Regions from separate parts of the Triticum aestivum genome. Here region 1 is linked to region 2. Evidence: chromatin contacts called from public Hi-C data. All regions are on one chromosome and are shown on one strand. Each heading gives the region's core, a stretch centred on a gene start, on an enhancer-like site or on the middle of the called end of the contact. The rest is flanking DNA. Distances are from core to core; before and after follow the strand shown. Region 1 holds the start of LOC123054208 (anthocyanin regulatory R-S protein). Region 2 has its middle 260 kb from the start of LOC123054208.

Region 1 (6,580 bases), core at 3,481-5,980, 260 kb after region 2:
CCCGGCAGACCCCTTGTCGGCTTCCTCGGCGGTGTCCTTGCCAGGCTCCCCGGTAGGCCCCTTGGCGGCGTCCTCAACAGCGCCCTTGGCGGTCTCCTCGGCAGCAATCTTCTCGGCCTCCGCCGCGGCGTCCTTGGCGACATCCTCGATGATGGTGTCGACGTCCTCTGGGTCCACCGAGGGGAAATCTAGATATCGAGAAGGGGATGAGGCGAGGCCAAGATCAAGATTCAGAAAGAGCAGGGACGGAAGGCAAGTGGCTTACCCGTGCCGGGCTGGGAAGCAGAGGTCCCCTCCCCGCCAATGTTTGGCACTGAGGCAAAGCCACCAGCGCCCGAGTTCGCCTCCTCCTCCTCCGTGTGCATGGGCTCGGTGCTTGGCGCCCTTGCCGGGGACGCTCCTCGGGGCGGCGTGGTCGATGGGGGCGGCGGCGTGCTGGGGGTAGCCTTCTGTGGCTCCTCCTGTTGCTGTCCCCCTCCTGCAATCGCGGCAAGGTTAACACCAAGGGACCGTGCCCTCAACACACGTTGACGAGGGGCGAGTGATGGACTTACGCTGGGGGCTGTGCCGAGGGCTGCTGTCTAGACTGCTCAACACCACCAGCGGTGCGCCAGCAGCGCCTACTGGGGGCTGGCCGCCCGCCGAAGCCTTGGCCCTCTTCACCCTCTGGGCCAGCGTCTCCGCGTCCCTGCAAAGATGAACACAAATCGAGATAAGTGGCACGGTCTGAGGGGGGTGGAGAAGATAGAAAGGAACAATACTTACTCGTCCTCCACCTCCTCCTCTGCTGCTTTCCTCTTCCTCCTTGGGCTGAGGGACCCGAAGTCGAAGGTGACCCCTGCGTCGTAGTCTGCCGGAGGAGGGGAAGCTGATGGAGTCCGAGGGCGTTTGGACGAAGAAGAGGCGGTCGCCCCCTTCTTCGCCACCGCGGCCTTCACCGACTTCTTCGCCGCCGCGGCCCTTGTCTGGCGCCCGGACCCCTCCTGGGCTTGCCGCGGTTGTACGGCCCTGCCGGGTCGGACCGGCTCGCTAGAGGTGGCCCACCGCAGGACTCGCCCTCTCCCCGTGGCCGGAGGGTCGATAGCCTCGGCCTCCTCGGACGACGACTCGTCGACCACATCTTCGACGAGAGGAACCCCGGTGTCGGCGCTGCTGGCCTCCCCAGTGGCCTCCGCCCACTGGGCGAGCTCCTTCTCCTATGCTTCCGCCGTGGCCTTGTCCTCCACACCGCCGGCGCTGCCGGCCTCCTTGGCGAGCTCCGCCTCCATCGCCCTGGCGGCGATGTTGTCCAGCTCCGCCTGGGTGGTGTCCTGGACGAGTCGCGGCTCGGCGGTGACGTACCCCTCATGCAAGGTGTCGAAGAACTCCTGCACTTGAATTTCCTCCGGCTCGACACCAGCTCGGGTCGAGACCATGCACGTTGAAGTCCGGCATCATGGCGATGATGTCGGTCCGGCGAGAGTTGTTGCTCAGCGGGACCACTCCCGCCGGCAACTTAAACAAGGGCCCCTTGGCGACCTTGCCGGCCTTCGCGGCGGCCCTCGCGGCCTTGCCGGACCGCTCGACCTCGCCATCGCGGTTCACGCCGAGCTGGAAGAGCCGTTGGCAGAGATGGGCGTGCCTCATCACCGTGAGGTTGTGGTCGAGGCCGGGACGGAGCCTCATGATGTCGGCGGCGTTCGTGAAAAGCCAGGCCGGCCTCCCCTTGTTGTGCAGCGGAGCGATTCGGCAGCGGATGAAATCCGCCCCGATCATCTCAAGGGTGAGCCCGGCCTCGGTGAGGCAAAGAATCCTGGTGGTGGCGACCGTAAGCTTCGCATCGTCGGCATCAACATCACTCCAGTCGTTCCGCCGAACCGGCGGCTCCTGGCGAACCCGGCAGAAATCTTGTGGATCATCCTCCTCGATCCAGCACCACCGGCCCCGCCATTCTTCCCACCTCTCCTTCTGAGCGCCCTCCGGGTATGCCCCCTTGGACCGTGGGATCCAGGTGACGCAACCGGAAATGGTGCCCCCCGGTTGGATCCGAGGGAAGAAGTAGTGACGGAAGAGCGCCGTGTTGGGATGCACCCCGGTGAAACCCTCGCAGAGGTGCGCAAAGAGAGCCATGCACGCCACGGCATTTGGAGTAAAATCCAAAACGTGGAAGCCGTAGGTGTGCATGATGTCATTGAAGAAATCCGAGAAGGGGGGCAGAGGCCGCAAGAGAAGTAATCGACAAAGAATGGATACTGATTTGGGGCGGCCTCGGCGCAATTGGTGGGGATGACGCGCGTGGCTGGATGCCCCGTCGTCTCTCCCCCCGTCTTGCACCCCCATAGGGGCTTGAAGCAGTCCCGGAGCTCGAACACATCGATCGTCCAGGGGAAGTTGGCGAGATGAATCCGCTGCGCCGCCAACGCACTCTCCGGCGGCTCCGTCGCTCCGGCATCCTTGGCCACTCCCTTGCCCTTGGTGGATTTGGGGACCATGGCGACTACGAGGGGCGAGGTACGGAGTACAGCAAAGATGCGGCAACTACGAGCAAAGGCGGAAAGCTCGAGAAAGAGGACGAAGGGGGAGGCGGCGGCTCTGAGATTGGAGAAGACGCAGGAAGGGGGATAAAGTGAGCAGCGCGCTCGCGGTTATCCCTTTTTACGGGGAAGGCGCGGGCCGCCTCCCTTCCCATTAACTGCGACGTGACGCATGCGTGCGGGAACCGCATCGCGCATGACCCCCACGTCACGCACGCCCCTCCACGTCGCGCGTTCAACGCAGGTCGTGGGGAAGCGCAGTGGACGGAACAGTTACTGCGGTAAAAATTCGCCCCACCCGCCCGCGCACCGTTCTGGGCCTGGCCCAACAACGTGTCGCGCTTATGTGTGGCCCAGGGGGGCTCCTGTCGGTGTACAAAAGTAGGGGCACTCCTTTGTACCCCTTTACTTGTGCACGGGCAGTCGAAGTCACGCGCCACGGCCGCACTTAGCAGGGCAAGGGAGGGAGCCGAAGAGAAGCCGAAGCCCAAGACAAACAAGGCAACGCCAAGACCAGAAAGAGGGCGAAGTGGGACCCCCCCCACCCCGGCAAGGCCCTTGCCGGGGCGGCCTCCGCAGCCCCGGCAAGAGCCTTGCCGGGGCAACTTGCCCAACACCAACAGAGCGAGCCACCCTTGAGCCCACGGGTTCCAACCCAACCAACTACGCTGGAACCAAGGCTCGGGAGGCACCATTGTGGTGGCATGCAGATCTTTGTCAAGATCATAAACATGTGAGATCAGATGAGGACCAGAAGACGGCGACCCTCGGTGGGATCCCAGCCGAGGGAATCCACAAGACCCCTAGCAAGCGCCTTGCCAGGGATGACTGCGGCGCCACGGCAAGACCGCCCGGCAAGACCCTTGCCGAGGACATCAGCGGGGCCACTGCCAGACCCGCACCAGCCAAGACCCCATCGCCGTCCCCAAGCAGCTGCTAGCTCAACCAGCTGGGCAGGCACCTGCATGGCGACGGGCGGCCTCTACGCCAACTCAGCAAGCGCCTGCGTGGTGGCATGCAGATCTTCATGAAGGCTCCACCACCGCGCCACCTCAGCTGCCTGCCAGCCTACATGGCGCCGCATGCATCGCTGGCCTGGGCGTGTGTCGAAGCAAGGCGAGGCGGCAACGGACGGAATGGGCCTCGTTCCCATCCCCGATAAAGCTAAGGGACACCTAAGCAATGCATTAAATGTGTCTTGTCCTGTAATACGGGCGATAAGCTCGCAACACTGTAGATTTTTCCACCTCCTGTGTGCCACTGTGGCAGCCCCTTTTCGACTATAAAAGGAGGCTCATGGCATACTGGAGGGGGATTCGACTCTTTTGGGCAGGTTACACCCCGTAGCTAGCAAGAACACAAGAACACTCAATACATCCACCAAAGCAGGACTAGGGTATTCGCATCCTCGCGGCCCGAACTTGGGTAAATGATCCGTGTGCTTTCTGTTAGACCTGCTCTTCTCACGAACCCGCGCCCCGCCAACCGTAGTAGGGAATCCAGTGATCCCATAGGTGTCGTTTCCCCGACAACTGGTGATCCGCGTTGGGGCTGCCCTAAGTACATGTCTTGTATGTATGGCCACAAGGACAAGGAGCCTTATATATCAAGTGGATTATGCGTTAGCTACCTTGGTGAAAATTGAAATACACATACACACACAACTTTAAAAACATGCTTTCTTATTGCATTATGGACCTACATGTCATGCCCCAATCCCCACTAACCTCCTCGTAATTTTCACACTGCGAGCGAACGACCACACCTGTAAATCCAGTTGGTAATTTTCTTCCATAGATAGATGCATTATCCTGTTGATGCCGATGGTAGATTCCTCGGTGGGGTGCAAATTAATGGAGGTGCTGGAACACACGTACAAGACTTTCGCAGTTACACTCTAATTTACTAGATTAAGTATAGTTCTCTTGGTAGAACGTCTCTGCACTACTCCTGGTGACACTATAATTGCATCGGCAGTGATGCTCACCGTGTTTCCTCAGGCGTCGTCGAGACGTCGAATATTCAGTGCCTATTGGCCCTACAACTGACTTGCGCGCCCCGCTCACTTCACTGTCAAACGGAAACAGAGATCGGTGAGGACTGCGTGCATCTCACTCCATTTTTACTAGCAGTCAGAAAACCAAGCAAGCATGCATTGTACTACTACACTAGCTAGAAAGTGATGGGCCTAATTGTATGTTGGCGCAGTACAGTAGTGTCCGAACAGTACTTTGCTGTTGAACGTCGCAGTCACTCGTTCCACGTCTGCGCTGCAAGGACAGATCTATATTATGCCCTGGATTCTTGGTGCATTGCATATATAGCGGCTCCATCTTCCTCCCCGGACGACAGGTTGGCCTCTGAGCTTCTTGGTCTCCATAGCTCAAGTAAACCTTTAACCGCCTTTAATTTAGTTGGAAGTTTCTCCTCCACTCATGGCTAGCTACCTAGCTTAAATATCTCTTAGACTCTTACTTCCTTAGTTTGTTCTAGCTTTCGATCTAGTATGTTCTTTGTGATCTTGGTTGAGAAATCTGCCGCCAAGTTTCTTAATTTGCATCGGTGCAACAGAGCAAAGAGATTTCAGCTTGCATGGACTAAATTAGCTACTATATATACAAGAAATGAAGCTATAGCTCCATTGATTTGTTTATTTTTGCCTCCTTGCTTGCTCTAACTTCACCTCGTTTGCATGAATATGTAGCAAGGAAGGAAATTGCGTGGTAATGGCGCTGCCGGTAGTTCATCCGAGCCAGGAAGAACCCACCCTACCGCCGCCGGCCGGGAAGCAACTCAGCAACCAGCTCGCTGCCGCTGTGAGGAGCATCAACTGGAGCTACGCAATATTCTGGTCCATTTCAACCAGCCGTCCAGGGTAATAATAATTTATAGACGAAGAGTACATCCGATTGAAGCAACCACTCCAACTAGCTGCAATACTTTTCAATTTGTCAGAAGCAAGCCGTTTTCTTTCCTCTTACGATTTTGTTCCGTAGGGTTCTGACGTGGAAGGACGGGTTCTACAACGGCGAGATAAAGACGAGGAAGGTCACAAGCTCGGCGGACCTCACCGCCGACCAGCTCGTCCTGCAGAGGAGCGAGCAGCTGCGGGAGCTCTACGAGTCTCTTCTGTCCGGCCAGTGTGACCACCGGGCGAGGCGTCCCGCGGCCGCGCTGTCGCCGGAGGACCTCGGCGACGCCGAATGGTACTACACGGTCTGCATGAGCTACGCCTTCCGCCTTGGCCAAGGGTATGTACCTCCAGAACAACTCTTCTAATCCATTACCAATCCACAAGAGGAAAGAGCTAGTAACTTTTTCTTGGTAAGATATATTAGATGTGGTGCTAATTTACTGAAGAGTGAAGACTGATGTGTTTATTGTTTGGTCAGGTTGCCAGGCAGAAGCTTTGCGAGCAACGAGCATGTTTGGCTGTGCAATGCTCAGTGCGCAGACACCAAAACCTTCCAGCGCGCGCTCTTAGCAAAGGTACCTACTACGGTTAATCGAGCTGTTAGCTCACTCTCTAATACGGGGTACTATCTGATTAATCTGCACCCGATCTATATATGTACTCCTATATATCTTTGCCTATTGTTAACTAATTAATATCATGATGTCTACTATGTATGCGCCCATGCTACCTCTGCCGGTTCACCCAGACGGCGTCTATCCAGGTTAGCGCACGTCATGCACCTTATCACCTGTGCTTACCGTGCAGGTTTCTGACCCCGACTGCACGTGTCTTTGGTAACATTTTTTCAGACAGTCGCCTGCATTCCATTGATGAGTGGTGTGCTTGAGCTCGGGACAACAAATACCGTGAGTTTTTGTCCCATCAACCACATGATGTTCTCCTTTTAACATATTTCCATAATCTACTTGTACAAACTGTGTGTGGTTCTCTCCTCTAGGCACGAGCTAAGACAAACAAACTACCCCAAAAAACTGGAAAGTGAACCCGGCCGTACTACATAGAGTCTCTTTGTTTAAAAATGCAAAGGGTGTGACTAGCTCCCAGTCAAGTAACATAACATAGTACAAGAAAGAAAAAGGAAAAAAAATAA
Region 2 (6,385 bases), core at 1,580-4,079:
GTGCGCCCAGGAGGATGCAGCCACAGACGCTGTGCGCCAGAAGCTCTGGGTGCGCGAGAGCCATCTGCAGGCCTTTGTCCAAAGCAAGATGGAGTGGACGCGGGACCTGGAGCGCGCCGTTGCGTTAAAGTCTTTCCTTTGGCTTGTTTTGCGGCCGATCAGTGGGGGTGCGCCAATGCACCCCTGGGTGTAGCCCCCAAGGCCCGGGCAGGCTGCAGAGCAGCCGGGTCATGTCTTATATGCGCTTGTGCTTTCTGCTGATACTTGTTCCTCCGTAGCATGTGGATGGTATGCGGGTTGCGCGCACAACCGGCTTCTGGAGAAATACCGGACCGCCACGGCGCAGCTCGCCGCCAAGGAGGAGGCACTTCGCCAAGCCCAAGGTATGGCTCGCGTGCTTCCAGTGGGGACGCGTCAGCGCACCCACTGGGTGTAGCCCCCGAGACTCGGGCCGACTATGGAGCAGCCGGGTCGAATCTTAAGGCGTTGTTGTCTTTTTCTTCTTTCGGGCTTCTCACTTGTGGTTCCGCCGCGTAGCCGCCGTGGCCGAGATGCCGGATCTACGAACCTGGCTGGCCGAAGCCGACCAGCAGCGCGACCAAGCCACCGCTAACAACAACCAGCTTCGGGCCGAGGTGGAGCGGCCGAATGCGGAGGCCGTCAAGGCGTCGGAGGCCCACCAGGCGGAGTTGATCCAGCTGGCAGATGATCATGGGAAGGCGGCCGCCACGAAGGACGCCGAGCTGAAGGTGGCCGTCGAGAAGGGCGCCGGGTTTGAGAAGGAGCTCGAGGCCCGTAACCGCGCATGGGCCGTGCAGGAGAACGGGATGATGTGCGAAGCGCAACATCTCGACGAGCTTCTCACTCGTGAGTGTTTCTTCGATTGACCCGCCGGCTTGCGAGCTGGCAGACCCTTTGCCTTGCTAATTGACTTATTTCTTCACTTTTGCAAGGATCTTCTCCGAAGACACAGGAGACGGCGGGGAAGATGGTGCGCCTCCACCGGATCGCCCAGGAGGACGCGGGCGTCGATTTCGACCGGTTCGCCACTTGGTCCTTTACGGAGATCATCCTTGCTGCCGAGGCCCGCCTGAACGAGATCGACAAGCAGATGAAGAGGCTGTTCTCGGCCGGGTTGGGCATGACGCACGCCCTTTGCCCGGAGGCGGTGGCGCCAACAGCGTCACGTGGCTGGCTCGTTGGCTGGAGGCCGACGTGCAACGACTCCATGACTTTCTGCGGCTCGCGCGGGCACAAACTTGGCGCTGAGGTTCATCATGTCTTGGTACCCGGGCATGGACCTGGACCATCTGCCTGCTCGGGGGCCATCCTCCCGACAAGTCCGGAAACACCAAGCAAATTCCTCATCACCGCAAAGGCTCCAACCACCAATACCAGTCCTTAGATCAAAGCTTCCATGACATTCTCTGCCTCTGACTTCACCATGGAACGAAAAAGACATGTCCCATGATGGCAACAAATAGCAGAACTTCGCGCCGCTCCCTTCAGAAACCAAACGGTCGGAAAAAACATGGGCACGCATGAACGAATCCCTTCCAATCTAGCAATCTCCAGGTATGAGGCGCCCAAGGGAGTTCGCCGTCGGAGCCTTCCAGAACATGACACTCCGGCCAGATCAAGGAGGACACGCATGAAGCAGATCTTCGTCTTGGCGCGAGAGGAACCCTACGTCCGCCGCCTTTATTAGGCAGAACGACGGCCCCCACGCTATTGCCCGCTGGCTCCCAACAGCAGGCCAGAGATCTGAGCGGACACCACCATCACCACCCGCACCATGCGGAGATGAGGGGCTTAGCCGCGCCGAGTCCCCCAAACCAAGCGCCGTGCCACCCTCGCGGCCACAACGGTCGCCAAGGTCACCAAAGAAGACCGGGGCCGCTGACGCGGCGTCCATGTCCGCCACGTGCACCTCGACGTCTAGGGCCGCCGATCTGCAGCAGTCTGAGATCCCGTCGCGTGGGGATGAAAGGCCCGCGCCGCCACCCGCCGCGCCTGAGATGAAGGCCCGCCGCCGCCGTCTGCCGCGCAGGCTTAGCCCGGTGACTTCCTCAGGCGGCGGCGGGGGACGAAGGTGGAGGGGGTGGCGGCGGCGGCGGCTACAAGGTGACTATATATATATATAATCATAAGATAAGAAGAGCAAGTGCACCAGGTCTGATCAATAACCGGGTAGCAAATTCTGTCTAGTGCTATATTGACATCACCTGCAAAAAAGAAAAGAAAAGGGCGATTGACATGGATTTGAGCATATGAAGCTATGAAGGTGCATTGCCAAGGTGGTGCGAACACTGAAGCGAGGCAGCTAAAAACGAACAAATACTAAATAAACTACTAAAGCATGTGATGGAAAAAAGGCCTTGCTCAACTGTGCTTAATTAGCTGAAGCATGTTCCGGCTACAAAGACAAATTCAGTGAACCCCGCCGAGGCACAGCAGTGAATCTGAAAGGTGACGTTTCATCAGGAGGAAAAAAGATCAAGGCAGATACAGGTCGATGACGCCCCTCCTTTCCTTTCCAAGGGAAGAGTAGCCCCATGGCGTACGTCCGGCCTCCGTAGCGATCATGTGGAGCCGCGGAGGCCTAGTGCCGCAAGAGACAAAACCCACCAGGCGGCCACAAATCCACCAGCCGAAGCACGAATCGGTGAGCAGCGGATCAACTTTTAGCCGGGCCGACAGGAAATCGGAGATAAAATTCGCGCCATTGGCCCATGAATTGAAACTTGCCCTGAGGACAGACAACGACCGGATTCGCCGGGACCGCCGGATTCGCTGCGCCTGCGCCAGAGAACAAACCACTGTCCACAGCATGACGCCATGGTCGACGTGGACCGGTGCAACTCCGGTAGGCTAGGCGGAGGCGGTAGCGACGGCCGTCGCTGCGGAGGAATCAACGCAATTAATTACTGTGGCGGATCCCGCGGGGCTTCGCCGTTCCGAGGGCGCGAGGTCTCGATCTTGCCAAAAGGCCTCGCCGGCCTATCCCACCTGTCGTCGGCGATCTGCCTCCGACGACTATTCCCGCTGATGGTCACGGTAGCGGACAAAAGGCACGTACGGGAGGTTCGCTACGGCCTACGGGGCTCCGTCACCTTCACCCGTGACCAATCCAAAGCCGGGCTACGTAGCCGCTCCCGGGGTCTCTCATCGATCGATCACGTAGCTTAGCTCTCCTATCCTAGGTATCCTAGGTGGAAGGAAGGAAACCGATTTGGCTTCCGACCGCGGCTTGCATGGCTCGGTGCACTCCAAGGACGCGTTGCTGTCCACTCCAAGGACGCTCGATCCCACGCTAGCAACCCAGTAGCTCAGTAGGGCGTGTCGTATTGAAACCCTCGTATATAAGAACCTAATACGAGTAGCTCACTAGAGTGCGTCCTGAGCGCGCAGCATTGCTGCTGGTCATTGTCCCGTCTCTTTTCTTCCTGACTCAAGGTAGATAGCCATGCGTAAAAGTAAAACCAGTGGACGGCAGACACGTAGTCGGCGCCGGGCGATGCGACTGCTGCTGGCAACCAGCCGGTACACGGTCGAAACGTGTAGGCTAATGTCGGACGTCCGACTGAGGCGGCAGATGACCGCAACGTACCCGCGTGCTGTGTTTTCTTTTCTTGCCTCGTGATACTGGTGTAATTTGTCCTCGTCTGTGCCATCGATACAAGGAGATCAGTGGCGATCAGCAGGGACACGCGTTATAGCTCTAACCACCAGTTGTCTGGTTCAAATCAAGGTGTAAAAAACATGCCATACTTTGTTTTTTTGCGTGAATAACTCTCGATCTATTCATCAACGGTCAAAGGCGCGCCGAATACGTCTAGATCCGCAGACCACCTAGCGACGGCTACTAGAACTGGAGCGAGCCGAAGGCGCGCCGCCGTCTTCGTCCATCCCTCATCGGAGCTGGGCAAACCTTATTGTAGTAGACAGTCGAGAAGTCGTCGTGCTGAGATCCCATAGGACCAGCGCACCAGAATAGCATCCGCCAAGTGTAGATCGGAAGGATCCAACCTATAGACACACGGACATAGACGAACGAAGACAAGATCCACATGGACCCATCGAAGACAAAGGCCGACTGAATCTGGCGAGATCCACCGAAGATAAACCTTCACATGCCCTCTGACAATGCTAGAAACACTACCAGAACGAGGACAAGGCAGGAAGAATCTTATTCCATCTGCAGAGAGTCGCCCCCGCCTTGCCTAGCCATACTTTGTTAACCGCGTATCTCAACAGAGCCCGCTCGCTCACACTTTGCCATACGCGGATACTGTCCGCCTCCGTTACCTGTGCGTCTTCACATGCAAAGAAAATTCCACTAGACCAAATTACCACAATGTACCTCGTCGAAACTTTTTTCCACTGAATGGCTTGCCTGTCAATGCGGCGCCAACATTTTTTTTTGTTAAGGGCAACGCCGACAGATGATTACGACCAGGGACGGAGCTCCAACGATATTCGGGAGGAGGCTAAATGAGCATTGAAAAAAGTTGCGGGACCTGATTTAGATTAGCATTGAAAAAAGTTATTGCCCGGCTCAGTCTCTCAAAGATACTCGGGATAAGGTATGGGAGCGTGCGTTCATAGAGATGAATGCATGTGAGTGTATGTGAGCGTATTTGATTGCACTGTGTTCAAAATTGCACATGCTAAAAAGGCCATGTTTATTTAATATTTATCACCCTCCTTGTTTATTCTTTTGATGATTGAGACCCATAATATAACTTTTTATTCTCCGTTGCGTCGGCTTATTATATCAAAAGTGTGCCTATAGAAAGAGAGTATGCGTACATGTATTCACAGAAGTGATTGTATATTTATGTGTACATAAACATGTACGTTTGTAGGCACACGCACCTAAATACTCCCTCGATTTCATAATGTAATGCGCCCGCGCTTCCCGTGATCTAAGTTTGACCGTAAATTTAACCAACAAGACCGATTGCGACGGGAGCAAAAATTATATCACTGAATTCATATCGAGGACAGACAACGACTCGGGAAAACGCGGGCGCACTACATTGTGGAACGGAGGGAGTACCTTTTTTAAATTTTATCTTCAAATATGAATCTAATATGTCGTTTGAATTGAAAGTTCAAATTTCGTTGCAATGGGTACTTTCGAACAAGACCAATTTTAAACACATTTTGACTACACTTTAATTTTACAAAGTTTCAGGTATTAAAACTTAGTAGTCATAATATTAAGTTTTTACGAAATTTCATCAACTTTTACAAAGTATCATTTGCTTTTATGGTTTAGGGTTTAGGGGTTATGACTTAGGGTTTATGGTTTAAGCTTTAGCTTCTGAAACTTGGCGAGTTTATCATTTTCGTTCCTATCAAGTTTTAATAGTTGAAATTTGATGAAGTTTTTAAAACTTTGTCAAAATGTATTCAAAGTTAATCTTGTTTCAAAGCACTCATTACAAGAAAAACAAATATACAAACGTAATATAAAGTAGACTCTACAAAATATATAATAGATTCAAATTTAAAAGTAAAAAACAAAAGCATGGGAGGGGGCTAGGGGAGGGTGAGTGGGGCATGCACTCTGTCAAAAGATGTACGTGTGGACCCTCTTTACCGTAATTAAGCCCTAAACACATGCAGGGATCAGTCCACTTTGCCAATAACGACACAAACGGGCAGCCACAAATAATTCGTGCCTCGGGATGTGTGTGCTACAAGTCGCCTCTCACGTTTGCAGTGTGTTTTACAAAGGAAAAAACAATAATTCTTGTGGATTCCCAACTCGCAATGTCACATAAACTGAGATCACAAACTATACACAAGTAGCAGCGGCGACAAAAATTTATATCAAACAACCACGGGAAAAGGGATGAATTCTGGATATGGATTTTGGAGATTCTCGGAGGATGTCTAAGATAGGCGACCACGCGGGCGACAGCACGGGCGACGCGCCTGCTGCGGTGTGGCAGCCATCCGCGGCGGGGCCGGCGGGCTGGTCTGTGGTCCGGCGCTGCGCGAGCGAACACCGGGCGAGCGGCGGGGAGGGCCGCGCCGGCTCGCCTGCAGCGGGGGACGGCGGCCGCCACAACCGCTTCTGGGCGCTGGCGGCAGAGGACTCGGAGGAGGAGGACGATGGCGGGGAGCTGGATCCGGAGCGGGGCCTGTGCGCGGTGCCTGCAGGGCCGTCGATTGGAGACTTCGTGGCCTTTGCGGCGAAGCAGAGCGGTGTGGCTTCGAGCTCGGGGCGTGGGAGACGCTTCGCGCCGAGCGGCCGTGGCTCCAGATCCATGGCCTCACGCATCTGGCTGCCGTCGAGGGCGTGCAGCTCGGGCTCGGGTGCTGGCGGTTCGTCGGGGGCGGCGGCGAGCTTGATGGTGGCGCAGACGGAGTG

The links. A called contact is a pair of places that touch in the nucleus more often than the background predicts.
Region 1: a contact with region 2 is called in a Hi-C map of leaf, with 3 times the contacts expected there. The contact joins the promoter of LOC123054208 here to the enhancer-like site in region 2. A contact is called at or near these places in 2 of 5 Hi-C or Micro-C datasets (both in leaf).

The regions. Positions count from the first base shown.
Region 1 is chr2D:524,674,786-524,681,365 of IWGSC CS RefSeq v2.1, forward strand. LOC123054208 (anthocyanin regulatory R-S protein) reads left to right here and starts at 4,731. Exons shown (of 9, transcript XM_044477926.1): 1 at 4,731-4,865; 2 at 5,218-5,388; 3 at 5,510-5,764; 4 at 5,906-6,002; 5 at 6,176-6,190; 6 at 6,279-6,335. The coding sequence starts at 5,240.
Region 2 is chr2D:524,412,777-524,419,161 of IWGSC CS RefSeq v2.1, forward strand. No RefSeq gene overlaps it. Among protein-coding and RNA genes, the nearest start is that of LOC123054208, 260 kb to the right of the region's middle. Within about 2 kb of position 2,830, at least 2 of the 8 cell types and tissues checked have an H3K27ac peak or open chromatin away from gene starts, as enhancers often do. A contact at or near this core is called in leaf, where this site is marked.